Regions from separate parts of the Rattus norvegicus genome. Here regions 1 and 2 are each linked to region 3. A link is a contact called in public Hi-C and HiChIP or PLAC-seq data. All regions are on one chromosome and are shown on one strand. Each heading gives the region's core, a stretch centred on a gene start, on an enhancer-like site or on the middle of the called end of the contact. The rest is flanking DNA. Distances are from core to core; before and after follow the strand shown.

The links. A called contact is a pair of places that touch in the nucleus more often than the background predicts. HiChIP or PLAC-seq counts read pairs in DNA pulled down with a chosen protein or histone mark.
Region 1: a Hi-C map of mammary epithelial cells shows a contact between it and region 3, with 4 times the contacts expected there. The contact joins the enhancer-like site here to the promoter of Tgfb3 in region 3. A contact is called at or near these places in 8 of 12 Hi-C or Micro-C datasets (the A7r5 cell line, frontal cortex, kidney and 4 more) and 1 of 1 datasets of contacts at active chromatin or transcription factors (oligodendrocytes).
Region 2: a contact with region 3 is called in an H3K27ac HiChIP or PLAC-seq map of oligodendrocytes, with 4 times the contacts expected there. The contact joins the promoter of Erg28 here to the promoter of Tgfb3 in region 3. A contact is called at or near these places in 2 of 12 Hi-C or Micro-C datasets (frontal cortex and liver) and 1 of 1 datasets of contacts at active chromatin or transcription factors (oligodendrocytes).

The regions. Positions count from the first base shown.
Region 1 is chr6:111,253,609-111,258,290 of GRCr8, forward strand. All of the region lies in intron 9 of Ttll5 (tubulin tyrosine ligase like 5), which reads left to right. Among named protein-coding and RNA genes, the nearest start is that of Ttll5, 42 kb to the left of the region's middle. Within about 2 kb of position 3,078, at least 49 of the 93 cell types and tissues checked have an H3K27ac peak or open chromatin away from gene starts, as enhancers often do.
Region 2 is chr6:111,211,607-111,216,267 of GRCr8, forward strand. Erg28 (ergosterol biosynthesis 28 homolog) reads right to left here and starts at 2,462. Exons shown (of 6, transcript NM_001106749.1): 1 at 2,042-2,462; 2 at 755-890. Ttll5 (tubulin tyrosine ligase like 5) reads left to right here and starts at 2,492. Exons shown (of 34, transcript NM_001427290.1): 1 at 2,492-2,647; 2 at 4,049-4,220. The coding sequence starts at 4,147.
Region 3 is chr6:111,453,687-111,458,341 of GRCr8, forward strand. Tgfb3 (transforming growth factor, beta 3) reads right to left here and starts at 3,260. Exons shown (of 7, transcript NM_013174.2): 1 at 2,511-3,260. The coding sequence starts at 2,862.

The sequences.
Region 1 (4,682 bases), core at 1,828-4,327, 200 kb before region 3:
GGAGTGAAGTGAGGGGACTAACCTAAACTTCTAGCTGACTGAGCCATGTCTTCCCTTCACCTCTAGGTGGCAATGACAGCTTTTATAAGTTCTGTCATATTCTTAACTAAGATTTATGAGTTGGAGCCCTGAGAACACTGGAGGGAGGCTACTGAAACTCCATAGTCCTGGCCTTTTGTCCCTTGAAAACTCAAGGAGAAAAATAAAACATTTCCCAGTTGTTGAATAAAGCCCTGGACCAGCATCTCACATGAACTATTTGCTCTAATTGGATTGTCATAGGAAGACATTTTCTGTAGCATTTATGGATATGAGCTTATGTACTTGGAAGTATACATAGAAAGAAGACCAAGATGAATTTTAGAAAGCCTATTTTCCATGGTATATGGAACAGAGAGAAGGTAAAATAGTTGCACTTCCTCTGGGCCTACGGTGCGGTGGCTTGTGCTTTTATACTTGGAGGCCTCTGAGCTTCCTCTATCCTTCCTCCACTTAGCCATACCCCAACTTGTGGCCTTGGTCCTGCTTGGTTTTCTGGAAGAGAGAAGGTGACATTGTTTCTCAGGGGTATCATGCCAGTATATTTTGTGTCATGTTCTAAAGATGTTTCACCTGCAATATTAGTAGCATAATACTAATAATTACCACTCAGGAAAATTTTATATAATTTTTGTATCTTTTTGGTGCAAGTACAGAAGGAGAGAGCAATGCTGGCATTCATTACGGTTTGCTACAGATAAACCAATACTCTGGCTGCATGTGCATTAGATGTCAGAAACCACTAATGTAGTGACAGTTATCTTGCTTCAGCAGGAAGTAGCATGTCCACATGTATATGTACACACATTTATATGGTCAGTGGGCGCTCTTCCTCACTGATGGGAAAATAGCTTTTTACATACTCAGTCTACATTGATCCAAAAAAGGAAAAGAAACATTTTTAAGTCTTTGGTAGGTTTACCTGAAACCTAGGTGGATGTGAAATCCTTCTCGAAGGCATACACATGGCATTATCTTGAGCTGTTTGCCCCAGATATACAAGGCACACTGTTCTGTGTGGGTTCTTCAGTGTGCCTAAATAGTCACTGTTTATCTTGGCATTCACGTGCCTTTCAGCCCTCAGAGTGCACTCAGCTGTGTCATTACATCCAGCACCCGTCTGCAGTCCTCCGCACCTGCAGCTTCTGCTAATCTTGGGTCACGTGTGCTTTGTGTGGACATAACTGAAGGTAATCAGTTTGGGATGAGATCACCAGGTTGCTTAACTTTGAGACTAGAAGGAAAACCATAATCTTTCCTAAAGAGACAGACCTAGAGGCAAAAATAATTAGTTTCCTTCTTTAGACTTTTATACCCTGTCATTTCTGTTGGGAGCTTCAAATTAATGCTAGGAGATTGAAAGTTCACGTTATAAAGTTTACTGCATTGTGAAATAGGTTATTTTGTGTAAATTCCTTTCTCCTTTAAACCTTTTCCAGAAAAAGATCTTAGTTTCATTATAAGTTAATGCTTTCATTCGTCTTTGTTTTATTCACACAAAAAGCAAGCCACTCACTGTTTATTTTGTGTGTGGAAGTGTTTGCCTGCATATATGTAAGTACACTAAATGTGTGCAGTATGTACAGAGGCCAGAGGAGGGTGTCGGGTCCTCTTGAACCTAGAAATGGCCTGAACTGCCATGTGGGTGTTAGGAACAGAACCCAGATCTTTTGCAAAAGCAACAAGTACTGTGAACCACTGAACCATCCTATCAGCTCCTTCTCACTGTTTCTTATATGTAAGTAAATTATTGAGGAGTTACTAAAATGAAATTGCCTATGTGGTACTTGAGTCAGCTGTCTCATGGTCCTGGTAGTAGTGCTTCTGCTCCATATGCTGCTGTGGTTTTCTTGTGCAGATTTCTGCTGTAGAGTCCCCATGCAGGTCCCTGCTATACAGTCCCCATGCAGGTCCCTGCTGTGAGTCCCCATGCAGGTCCCTGCTGTGGAGTCCCCATGCAGGTCCCTGCTGTGGAGTCCCCATGCAGGTCCCTGCTGTGGAGTCCCCATGCAGGTCCCTGCTGTGGAGTCCCCATGCAGGTCCCTGCTGTGGAGTCCCCATGCAGGTCCCTGCTGTGGAGTCCCCATGCAGGTCCCTGCTGTGGAGCCCCCATGCAGGTCCCTGCTGTGGAGTCCCCATGCAGGTCCCTGCTGTGGAGTACCCATGCAGGTCCCTGCTGTGGAGCCCCCATGCAGGTCCCTGCTGTGAGTCCCCATGCAGGTCCCTGCTGTGAGTCCCCATGCAGGTCCCTGCTGTGGAGCCCCCATGCAGGTCCCTGCTGTGGAGTCCCCATGCAGGTTGCTGTTTTGCCTAGTAGGAAAGACTCCAGAGATAGGGGTATTGTTCTCACCAAAATGGTGACATTTTTTGTGTCAAAAATAGAATCTAAAGAGACTTTGTTCTGGATTCTACAGCTGCTGGAAGATCCAATCTGGAATATAAATGATCTGAGACAGTCCCTTCTGAGACAAAGTTAATAGACAAATTTGCACTGAAACAAGAATTTATTTTTAATTAAAAAGATATTGAGTTGGAAACCACGTGTGTTATCAGTGACTCAACAAAAGGTAGCCCCAGCTCATGAAAACGTCCACGGGGAGTTCTGAGGGTTGAAACCTAGGTCAGAGAAGTGGGAAAAGACTCCGAAAAGGCTGCTTCTAGCACAGCCCTCCCTAGCCATATTACCCAGTGGAAATGCAGAAGAGACCTCAGATCATTTTGTAATGCCTTTCTCTCCTCCCCCACCTCTAGGCCCTTCTTCAGTAGCCTTGCTTGCTAATTAACACTGGCTTCTGGGGGATATTTACCTTTTCTGTGCTAGATTCCTGTGGTTTTAAAAGAATTCAGGTACTTGCTGATTGCCAAGGAATTCAGATTACCTCACTGGCTGCACACTGTCCAGAATCTGCCACAGCAGCAAGTAGGGGGAAGAGATACCAGCGACAGGGAGAAGTTCTTCCTAGCCTTACTGTCACTCTCCCTGGCAGGCCTTTGCTGTTTGTGAAGTTTGAGTCATTTCTGGCTCTGAGGACAGAGGATCAGGCTGGTAATCCCCTCCCAGACGCTCTGCAGGGCGCTGCCCATCACTGCAGCATTCTGGCAGTTTCCCTGCTGCAGCTGGTTGACAGCAGATCAGAGCTCTAGGCCTCCTGTTCTCTTCCATCAGATTTTTCTAGGTCAGGCCAGGATGAAACCCAGTGGCTTTTGGCAAGGATGCCTGGGATGAAGTCTCATTGTCCATGACCTCTCATCAGGAAGCTCTACATGCTAAAGACAACTCAGGTGCTGCTATTGTGATCTCCTTTGTTTGCGCATTTGTTCTGAATGTAGAAGATATATCTGCCAAGCTGAGTACTTAACTCTCCCATATATAGGCTCCGTTATGCTGACTAAGTATCCGCCATCAGACTCTTCAGGCCACGCCACTGTTTGTACACAGGAGAAAAGTTAGTAAGATCTCACTGACTGTTGCTTCCCCCTTTGCTTCTACATTGGTAAAGGTCTTGAAACAAGCAGCTGAGGAGCTGTAGCACCGTTTATAAATCCCCACTGCAGATGCATCTCGATCACCACCGAGTCATGCTCCAGCATGGCTGTTTCTTTCTTACCATCTAGGGGTCTTGGTAGGTTCTTTTGTTTGTTTGTTTGTTTTCCCTTTTCCTCTGTCAGTTAAAGAATTAAAAGGCAGGAAAAACAAACAGAAACCACTTCAAGTATCATGTGCGGCAAGTAGTAGCAGGGAAAGATCTCAAGACAGACCACAGAATCAGCTGGTTAACAAAAGGCTTTTATTAGGGGCGGAAGCACAAGGCAAGGCACATTCAGAGAAAGACCCTGCAGAGCAGAATGGGGACCTGGGAAGCAAAGCCTGGTCTTTCCTCAGAGGCTGGGGATTTATGGGTCTTCCTCTCTGAGTTTAGGCTTGGTCAGTATGAATGAAGGGAGACTTATAGAGCCACAATTTTGGAGTAGACGTGTCCTGATCTGGCCTTGAACTTGTAGAATCTTGTCAAACTGGTCCACAGGCTGTGTGGCTCTAGTGGCTGGAGGAAAAGCCTGTAGGCCTCTGTGTGTGTGGTCAGAAATATGAGGAAGAAGCTGGACGTTTGCTCTCTCTGCTTCCTAGTCATGGCTCCTCTTCCCGTTTGCCTGCCTATCAAGATCTGGCTGACACCAGTCACCTCAGTTGAAAATAGCATCGGTTGAAAGTACATTTTAAAAGAGATTTTATTATTTGTATTTCATGCTCATTGTTTTACTTGTGTATATTTAAGTGTACTACATACACATATTGCTGAAAGAAGCTAGAAGAAAGATTCTGGGGTCAGAGGTGGTTGTGAGCTTATACTTGGGTGTTGAGAATTAAACCCAGCTTCCCTGGAAGTGCAGCCAGTGTTTTAACCACTGAGCTCCTAATCTCTCAGCCTCTGAAAATGCATTTAACACACCTAACTTGTCAGGAATGTTAGCTTAGCAATATGGTTTACTATAGTATATGGTTGTTGCCCTCCTGACTGTGGGCAACTGGCTACAGCTTGCTGCACTGCTCAGGGTCACAAGACAGGACCAGTGCGTATTGGTAGAGTGGGAAAAGACGAACGTCTAGAACTGAAAGTGTAATTTCTTCAAAATGCAGATTATTC
Region 2 (4,661 bases), core at 1,212-3,711, 240 kb before region 3:
AGCAAGGACGGAAATGGGGCAGTATTCACATTTTTATAAGTAGTCGAATGGATTTCTGGGTCAAGCCTGTGTTCCTGCCAATGCTCAGTTACTCTAATGAGGGTGAACGACCAGTACACCCTGGAGCAAGTGGCACGGCATTTACCTTTGTTCAAGCAATCCCCGAAAGCACAGTATTGCCTAAGTCAGAATGCCCTCTGCTTGTCTGGAATCGGCACTGACTTCATCTCTTCATGCCATCCCTTTGCAAATAGCTCGAGGGTGATTCAAAATCTGCTCAGACACCTGGACACATCCTTCCAAACTCGTAGAAGCTGTATCATGCATCTGAATGGAAGCTATGGTGTAACTCTGACTGGTATTCTTAGTTTTCCTCTGCTTGGCTCCCAGACACATCATGTTTCATAAACTAAAACAATCTAAAAGACTTAAAACACAAAACCTGCCACAGCTTGGTGTTGGGTTGCAAGAAAAGCACACACTAGCTATAGTTACGGAACACTTGCCTCCTACACTTATACTTGCCCCAAGCATTTAACATCCTAGTTCATTCGCTCCCTACATCAGGATAGGCGGGCACTATTAGTATTTCCACTTTACAGATGGGGTCAGAGCCAAGAGCTACGTGATTTGCTTAGGTGACATGGCTTAGTGCCAGGGTCTGTGGACTCTGTTGCAATACTCCCTCACAGAGTGTTTTGATAAAGTTCTCATCTTTACTTATTTATTTACTTAGTTTGAGGCAGGGTCTTACTATGTGGCCAGTCTGGAACTCTACCTAGACCAGGCTGGCCTCGAACTCACAGAGATCCATCTGCCTCTTCCTCCTGAGTGCTGGGATTAAAGGTGGGTGCCGCCACGGGCAGCGAAGTTCTGATTTTTTGAGGAAGCTAAAAACACCAGCAATGCTTCTGTCTTCAGCTGGTGGAAGAGCTATGTTCTGTACTTTCAGTTTAGCTCAAGGCTCGCTGAGTAGCGATTTCCATCAGATCTAAAGGGATCCCACAGAGACAATTTGTCATGATCACCATCATTTTGGCCCTTCATTTATCTGTTGTCAGGCTAACTGCTTTGGCCTGGAAGCTGTAAGAAGCTATCAGTCTTCCTTTATCACTGTGGCAATATGTTTCAGTATGATCCCATCCTATCCAGCACATATAGGTATCACCTGAAGTGACAAAACAAAACACAAAACAACAACAACAACAAAAAACAACTAAAAAGGGCTCCAGGAGTTAAGGGGTGGATCCTGAGGAAAGAGGTCTCAAACAGACTGTTTTGGCCTAGAGGTGGTGGAGTGCGCTGATCTTCACAGGCACTCACAGCATATGCCAAGATCTACCTCTCTTATTTTCTCCTCTCAACACCAGCTTGGGTTAGTTAAAAAGCTGTGTGGCACTCACATGCACACCACACACACACACACACACACACACACACACACACACACACACTCCCTTCCAAGTAGAACGTAGAACCTGCACCTTCCATTTCATAGCTCTTAGAAATCCCAGAGCTGATGAAGACACACCAGAACATTTCTGTATTGCTCTACCAATAAAACCGATTTCTCTGTGGAGCTTTTAGGTGGTGGGAGGGGCGGGGTTTACAACATTTATTCCCCAATTTTGTCCTTGCCCAGTTCAGCATGGATGCGATACTAATTAGCAACCAATAAAGGTAGATTCCTATCCTAGTTCCACCACTTAGCTCTGGGAGTTCAGACGAGTCAGTGAGACTCTACAGACTCGGTTTTCTCATCCGTAAAATGGGGATATAAACATCTACCTCGAGGGTTACCCGATAATTACATGAGAAAAAGTTAAAGGTCGTTGCAGAGCCAGTTTCATAACGACTACTCGCTCATCCACTCCCAGAATTTACCAAATCTCCATTTTTCCTAGCACCTCCCTTGGACACCGTTTCTAGACTCCTCCACCATCACCCCCGGTTTCCAGGCAACCCCCATTTTCCAAAATTTTGCAGAGAGTCTTACTCGACTGCAATACCATCACCTACATTCCGCTCCAAATTCTCCTACCTGACGACCCAGTACTACTGCAGCAGAGTCAGAAGCATCCGCAAATCAGCTTCCCAGGAGGTCCCAAGTCCACCTGGGCCACTTGTTCCCGCCCCCTCCCTCAGCCCAGCTCCAGGATTGGGTCGTTTTTGTCAGTTCTCGTTCTGATTGGCTAGGCTGGTTCAGTTCGAGCAGGCGATAGGGAGTGAACCCCTTTGCTGCCAATCAGCAGTTGCCGCCGCCTGAGCCTTTCCCTGTTGCGCCGCTCACGCGGTAAACCCTTCTGTCGAGCGTGGCGGAACTCTGAGTTTGGAGTCAGTCTTTTAGGGGTGGGGAAAACACAGAGAGAAAAGGAGCCAAGAGATCTTCCGGTGACAGCCTGGGTTGGCTCTGGTGACTGAGCGCGCCGTGGTGACGCCATCCGTCTGCGCCCGCAGCTGAGCGTTGTTCGCGCCGCTGGCGGGCGCCTGCGCAGTGGCTCCGAGCGGGCGGTTGCTTGTTGGTTGTTGTAGTAACGGGGGAAGCAGCCTTCGGCGGCTGCGTTGATTCCGGCTGGGGAAGGAGGAGGGAGGTGAAGCTGAGCGTGGTCCCCGCCTGCCGGCCCCGAGCCATTAGAAGATGAGACAGGTAAACGCCTGCGCCAGCGCGCTCCGGGGAGATGCGCTCCAGGGCTAGGCGGGCGCCGCCGCGCTTCCCACAGACCCCAGGAGCAGCTGTTGGCTTCCGGGAGCGCTAGGCAGGAGCGCTGCGGCAGAGTCACCGCGTCCTTGCCTGCAGAGCACTTGCGGGGCTGCCTGGGGTTGGGGTGTGCTGGGGTGGAGCTGGCGGCAAGTCCCAGTAGGGGCAAGGACTTCCTTTGGAGTAGTGTCTGTGATCTTCAAGAGCATCTCTCTCGTTCTGCTTCTGGAAGTCAAGGAAAGGTGGGCATCTTTTCTGCCTGTAGGTTTTAACTTAAAAGATTCTCAAGCATTTTGGGAAAGATCGAGAAGTTCCTTTAGGAATCACCCGAAAAGAATCTGCTGAAGATGTGTAGGGTCGGGGTTAGTTGCTGTTGCTTGCTTGCTGCAGTTGCTTTGTTTATTCAGACTCTTATCGTATATGTAAATACACGGACAAGCAAGAGCTTGGAAAGTTGCCCTGAATTGATTATTTTTGAGTAGCGACATTATGGTTAAGCGTTTTCCCTATACATTTCTATTTTCTCTACAACGAACATGAAACTTTTCCTCCATAAAAAGTGTTTGAAGTTAGAAACTTGGATTTGGAAATTTCCTAATTTTAGTGTCTACTTGAGATCCGGATTAAAATGTGTGATTTTTTTTTAAGTAACAGTAATTATAGAGTATTTGACTTCCCCTTTCCCCAGCTATTTATGTGATCCCTGCTGTGGAAAAATATTTTCACTGCCCTTTTATTAATAGTTCAGGTGAATTGGTTTTCCTAGAAACATAGCAGCTTACTCTGTATGCTTGTGGTAAAGACTGTATAAATGTTCACAAGTGTTTTGAACCTTGGATTTTTATTTTGATCCTGGTCAGATTTGTCTAGCAAAGAATTTTCTAAATGTAGACTATCAACTATCCACATCAGAGTACCCTAAAGCCTATCCTTTTTAGTGCCTGCTGCTTTTACTATATAAAACAAGTGAGGAACTCAAATTTAGTAACAGCTTTGTAGATACAGCAGAGACAGTATGTTTAAAAACATTCTTAAGATGGGCATCGTGTCACACAGTTTTAATCCCAGCAGAGGCAGGCGAATCTCTGTGTTCCGGGGCAGCCTGGTAAACAGAGTGAGTTCCAGGACAGCCAGGGCTATACAAAGAAACCTTGTCTTGAACAAAACCAAAAGCTAAGACAAAGATTTCTTGTTTTTTGTGGTATATGACGGATGTACACTGTGACAGACGGTAAGCTTTTAGAAGTTGGATAATACTCAGGAATATATTTCTTTTCATCTTAAAGATTCTTCACAAAACCCTGAAGTATGCAACTGCCTTGTCTTTGAAGTCGTTCAACTTTCTTATAGGAGTCTGTGCCATCCAAATTGTTTGATCCACTGGGACTGCAAGGAAGAAAGGTCTCTGAGGCCTCTGTCTGCTGACTGTATGACAGACCCCAAAGGAAATGCCAGTTGTGATGGCCCGGGACCTGGAGGAGACAGCATCATCCTCAGAGGATGAGGACCTGGTAAACCAAGAGTAAGTGACAGACAGCAAGCCTTAGGGAGGGAGAGAGTTTCTCTTACTCACCTCCAGGTTCCTGCCTTTCTATTGCCTGGCTCTAGCTTCCATCTATGATTGATTCCAGCAAGATCATATTATTTACTTCCTATCATCTGTCAGAAATGTGAAGGGTGGGCTGTTGTGTTTCCAGGCATGTGAGCATGTGAGTGAATATCAGCTTTAGATGGTGTAAAGTGCAGGTAGGAGCTCAGGTGTACTTGTTTGTTTGTTTGTTTTGTTTTTGAGGTAGGGTCTCTCATTTCTGTTGCCATGCTCCCACTACATCTGGCATGTGTGTGTGTGTGTGTGTGTGTGTGTGTGTGTGTGTGTGTGCCTGCCTGCTTGAGTTTATGTGCACCATGGGTATTCAGGTTCCTGAGGAGGCCAGGGTGACTTAAAGCTCACTAGGTAACCCAG
Region 3 (4,655 bases), core at 2,010-4,509:
TGTCCTTTCCTGGTGAGGTTAACCTAGAGTTCATCTGTGTCACAGGCCAGGGTTCTACTAGAGCATGAAGATTAACAGTGGCCTTAAAATGCGTGTCGCACGCCTTTGATCCTAGCACTTAAGAGGCAGAGGCAGGCTGATCTCTGTGCATTCAAGCCCAGCCTGGTCTACAGAGTGAGTTCTACGACAGCCAGGGCTACACAGAGAAACTCTATCTCAGAAAAAAAAAAAAACAAAAAAAAAACAAAAAAACAAAACAAAAAAAAAACAAAACCAAACAAACAAACAAAACAAAACAAAAACCCAAACAAACAAAAGGAAGTTCAGGACGGGCTTCGTCCTCTGCTCAGCAGCTGCCATAGCCCTCTCTGTACTTAGCGTGCCTTGTGCAGCCAGGTCGAGCCACCACCTAACCAGCTGCAGGGTGGGCTCAGGTTGGTGTCTGTTCATCTCTCACATCACCTGTGCCAGCTGCAGAGTGCCTGGGCCTGCTTCCTGATGGTACTGTGAGCCTCCGTGGCATTGCCTCTGCCCCACTGAACCCTGACTCCTCCTTAGCATTGAGAAAATATTCTTGTTCACTGCGCCAAGTTGTCACAGGCTAGACCGCTACTCCATTGTCCCCATGACTTCCCTTGATGTTACAACCTGGGAACTGCACAACAACTGTGGTGGGCTGTCCTGGCTTTGTCTGAGGCTACATCTTTTGTAGCCTAGATTTCTGCACAAAATCCACATCCACACCTACCTGTGTAGCCGTGTGTTCACATGGATTGCTCATCATCATCTCAGGGCTCTAGACAGGGTGGGCCCTAGTGACTCAGAATCCCTTCTTCTCAGACTCTCTTCCTGACCCAGACTGTGAGGGTTCCAGGGCCACCCTCTTATCCTCTACTTCCCTCAGACTTGTGACCTTCTCTGATATCTGTGGCTACTATGACTCGCCTTGGTAGGTGACCAAGGAGTCAAGGGTTCATCCCATCTAATCCTGGATGACTCTATAAACTGTGGTCACCAGGCAGTCCCTGAACGGACACCAGTAAGCAGACCCTAGGCAGGGAGCTCCAGGTCTGTCTAGTTTCCAGCCTGGACTCTGCATGGGTAGCCAGATCCTAAGAAAAGGTGATACTCCAGCCAGTCACAGGAAACTGCCCCGAGAACACCTGTATCCCTGCCTCCAGAAACTACACTTTTCTTTCTGCCTGGTGTAGACCAGCTTCCTACTGGCCTTTTGCATCTTCCTTGAGAGCGGCTCCACCCATTGGCGCTCACTCCTGTTCCTTCCCTGCAGCCGGGTTTCTCTAGCCTCCTGCTGTTTGCCCCATGGCCACTCTGACTATGCCAGCCTCCTGGCTCCAGCCAACCCTTCCACCCCAACTTGGGCACTGCCCACCTGGGAGGTGGGCCTGGGCTGAAGTCACCGGGGCACGGAGGACACCTGCTGGCAGGAAAAGCAAACAGAGCAGCTCCCGGACTCAGGCCCAGAGCCGCTTACATTCCTCTTTCCTGGGCTGTCAGTTTCTCAACATCTGCCAAATTTCTCTCTCTTGTATTGAGCTTTTTTAAATCCCCATTCAGTAAACACACATGACTTCCACACGTGTACAAACACACACAGGCGTCTCACCCAGAAGCTTCACAGTTCCTCCGCAGACAGCAGCCTCCTGGGAAGAAACTTCCAGACACACATCCCCATCACCCCCGCAGCCATCCCTTGGGCAGATGCCTTGGGCTATCCAGAACCTCAATCCTGGCCTCCTGTGTCCATTAGCCTGGGAGGCCCTGCTTTATGCATATGAATCTGTCTACTGTGTAATGTAAGAGTCCATATTGCCCAAAAGTCCACGTATGTGGGAATATACATGTGTTACCCTCCCCCTCCCAGCTCACGTGGGTCACGTGTGTGTGTGTGTGTGTGTGTGTGTGTGTGTGTGTGTGTGTGTGTGTGTGTGTGTGTTAGACTGAAAAGCCTCGGTTGGGCTTCCAAAAGCAGCTTAACAAACTCAAATTTGAGGCAGGTACACTGTGTTTCCTGAAAGCCGGGAAGCTGACCCAGAGATGTGGTATAAGGAGCCAGGAAAAGCAGGGAGAATATGGAGATGTCCAGACTCAGATGACCAGGAGGATTTGGGGGCCAGCCAGCCCACCCCTCTACAGAACCCACGTGCTCACAGTGAACCTCTATGTGTTCTCACACACAGATATGTAAGAACATGTTTCCTTAGGTGGCACTATACAGTTCCCAGTTACTACCCACCAAGGGTGTCCTAGGAGTTCCGAACGCCACTTGGCTTCAGGGCTCCTGGCCTCTTGAAGCCCTTGGCTCTTACCAGAATGTCTCTGCGCCTTTCCCACCCACCTACCCAGCTGCAGCTGCAGGGCCTGACCTCTGTATTGAACCCCCGGGGGTGCGCTCTGCTGTATAAGGGCCACCAGGCCCCCCCTCTGTGGAACTCCCTTTTCCAGTTCATCCCCTCCAGAGCAGACACCCAGCAAGCATTGGGACTTACTGTGCTCCGCCAGCCCCTGGATCATGTCGAATTTATGGATCTCTTTGGCATAGTACTCTGACTCCGAGGTTTCCTGAGTGCAGCCTTCTTCCCTCTCCCCGTGCATCTCTTCCAGCAACTCCCGGGTGCTGTTGTAAAGTGCCAGGACCTGATAGGGGACGTGGGTCATCACCGACGGCTCAGGGGGGCTGGTGAGCCTGAGCTTGCTCAAGATCTGTCCCCTAATGGCTTCCACCCTCTTCTTCTTGATGTGGCCGAAGTCCAAGGTGGTGCAAGTGGACAGAGAGAGGCTGACTGTGGCCAAGTTCAGCAGGGCCAGGACCACCAGAGCCCTTTGTAAGTGCATCTTCATGTGTGAACCCAGGAACGAGGCCAGGGGACTGGGGAGGCCTGGCAAGGAGGAGACCCCAGTAGAAAGGGGGAGGAAAACCAGGCGTCCTCCCCAGATCCCAAAGACTGAGGCTTGGCAAGAGGGTGCATGAACTCACTGCGCTGTGTGAGCTTCAGGACTCCCAGGAAGCGCTGGCAACCCCGGGACGAAGTAGCGGACTGTGTGCTGTGTAGCGCTGGGATTCTTGTCCATATATCTAAACAGGTTCTGCCGGGCTCTGACTCCCAGCAGGCCAGGTGGAGGGCAAGCCGAGGGTTGGGAGGGGTGGCAAGGCAGCTGGGAGTGGGAAGAGAGCTGGAGTTTTTCCTTAGGTAAAAATAAATAGAGCGGATATCTGATATTGCCAAACGCCGCTTGGCGATGAGGAGAAAGTGAGTATTTTAAAGAAAGTGCAGAAGAGCCATGGCTGGGTCCCAAAAATCAAGCTCTTTGCCTTGCCCTGAAGGGAGAATTAGAAAAGCGAATGGAAAAGAGAAGGAAAAAAATGTTTAAAAAAAATCACCAGTGGGTATGTGGGGAGAGGCAGCGCTGGGCAACGGCAGGCCCAGCTAAAGGTGGGGGCAGTGCGGGACACACTTGTCTCGGGAGCACTCCATTCATGCTTTCCCTTTTGTTTACACTTCCTCGGGGGCTTTCTAAATGACTCTGTTCGCGCTGCCTCTCCTCTTCATTGGCTGGGATGAGGGATTATATACAACTGGCAAACTGGGAGGGCAGGCCTCTTGGAGACAGCTCCGATAATCCACTTGGACCCAGGGTCACCAGCATCTCAGCTTATCTTCTCTCTCGGCCATGGCTTCTGTCCCTTGCTTCTCTTTAGGAATTAAAAAAAAAATCAAAAGAAAAAGAAAATAGAAGCCGATTCACCGCAGCTGACTCCGGAAAGCGTTATTTCTTCCTCCGCAAGGCCCTTCCCGTGCGCGTCTCGCCTCTCTGTGGCTCAGCCCCCTACACTCGGCCCTCTTCTTCCCTCCCTTTCTCTCTCCCCTTCTCCCTCTCCTCCCTCTCCCTCTCTCTCTCTCACACACACACATGCACACACACTGCTTTCTCTATTTCTCTCTGCTGAAATTTTATACCTCCCTCCCATGACGTATCGGCCTGGGGTGGGGGAGGGAGGGAGGGACCAGCGCACACAGCCTCTCTCGCTGCACGGTTTTAATGTTTTAAACAGGCACAGGAAAAGCCGAGCCCATTTGAAAAATACTTTGTGAGTCCTCTGGTTCGACGTGGTAACTGAACTTTTTTTTCCCCTCCTCTTGGAGTCATTCCTGCTACACGTTGGCTGTTTTTCTGGAAAGTTACTCCCGAGCCCCCTCCCTCCTGCTACCCCGGCCCCTCTGCGCCGGGGCCAGCTGTCAGTCCACGCTCCCCGCCTCGCGCTCTCGCCTCCCCCGCGTCCCGGATCGCCCCCGGTCGGACAGGGGACACAGGCTAGGTTCGCTAGGGGAGAAGGGCCGGGCGGTCCGGCCACTCTCTCCAGGCCCCAGGGTGGAACCGGGCTCGGCCGCGATCCTGGCAGCGGTTCCTCACTGACCATCCCGAGCCCGGCAGCTGCTGCTGGGGTAAATGATGGCACTTTCCGGAAGGCCGAGGGTGCCCTCTGGCGAGGCAGGGCCGCCAGTGACAGAAGCTTGGAGGCAAGCAACACCAGATCCTGCGATCACGTCCCGACCCCACGCGCCAGCCGCTCCCCATCCAGTGCGGCTGAGCACTTGGCCCCAACCCGTTTCCCAGGAGGGTTTTTTAGGTCT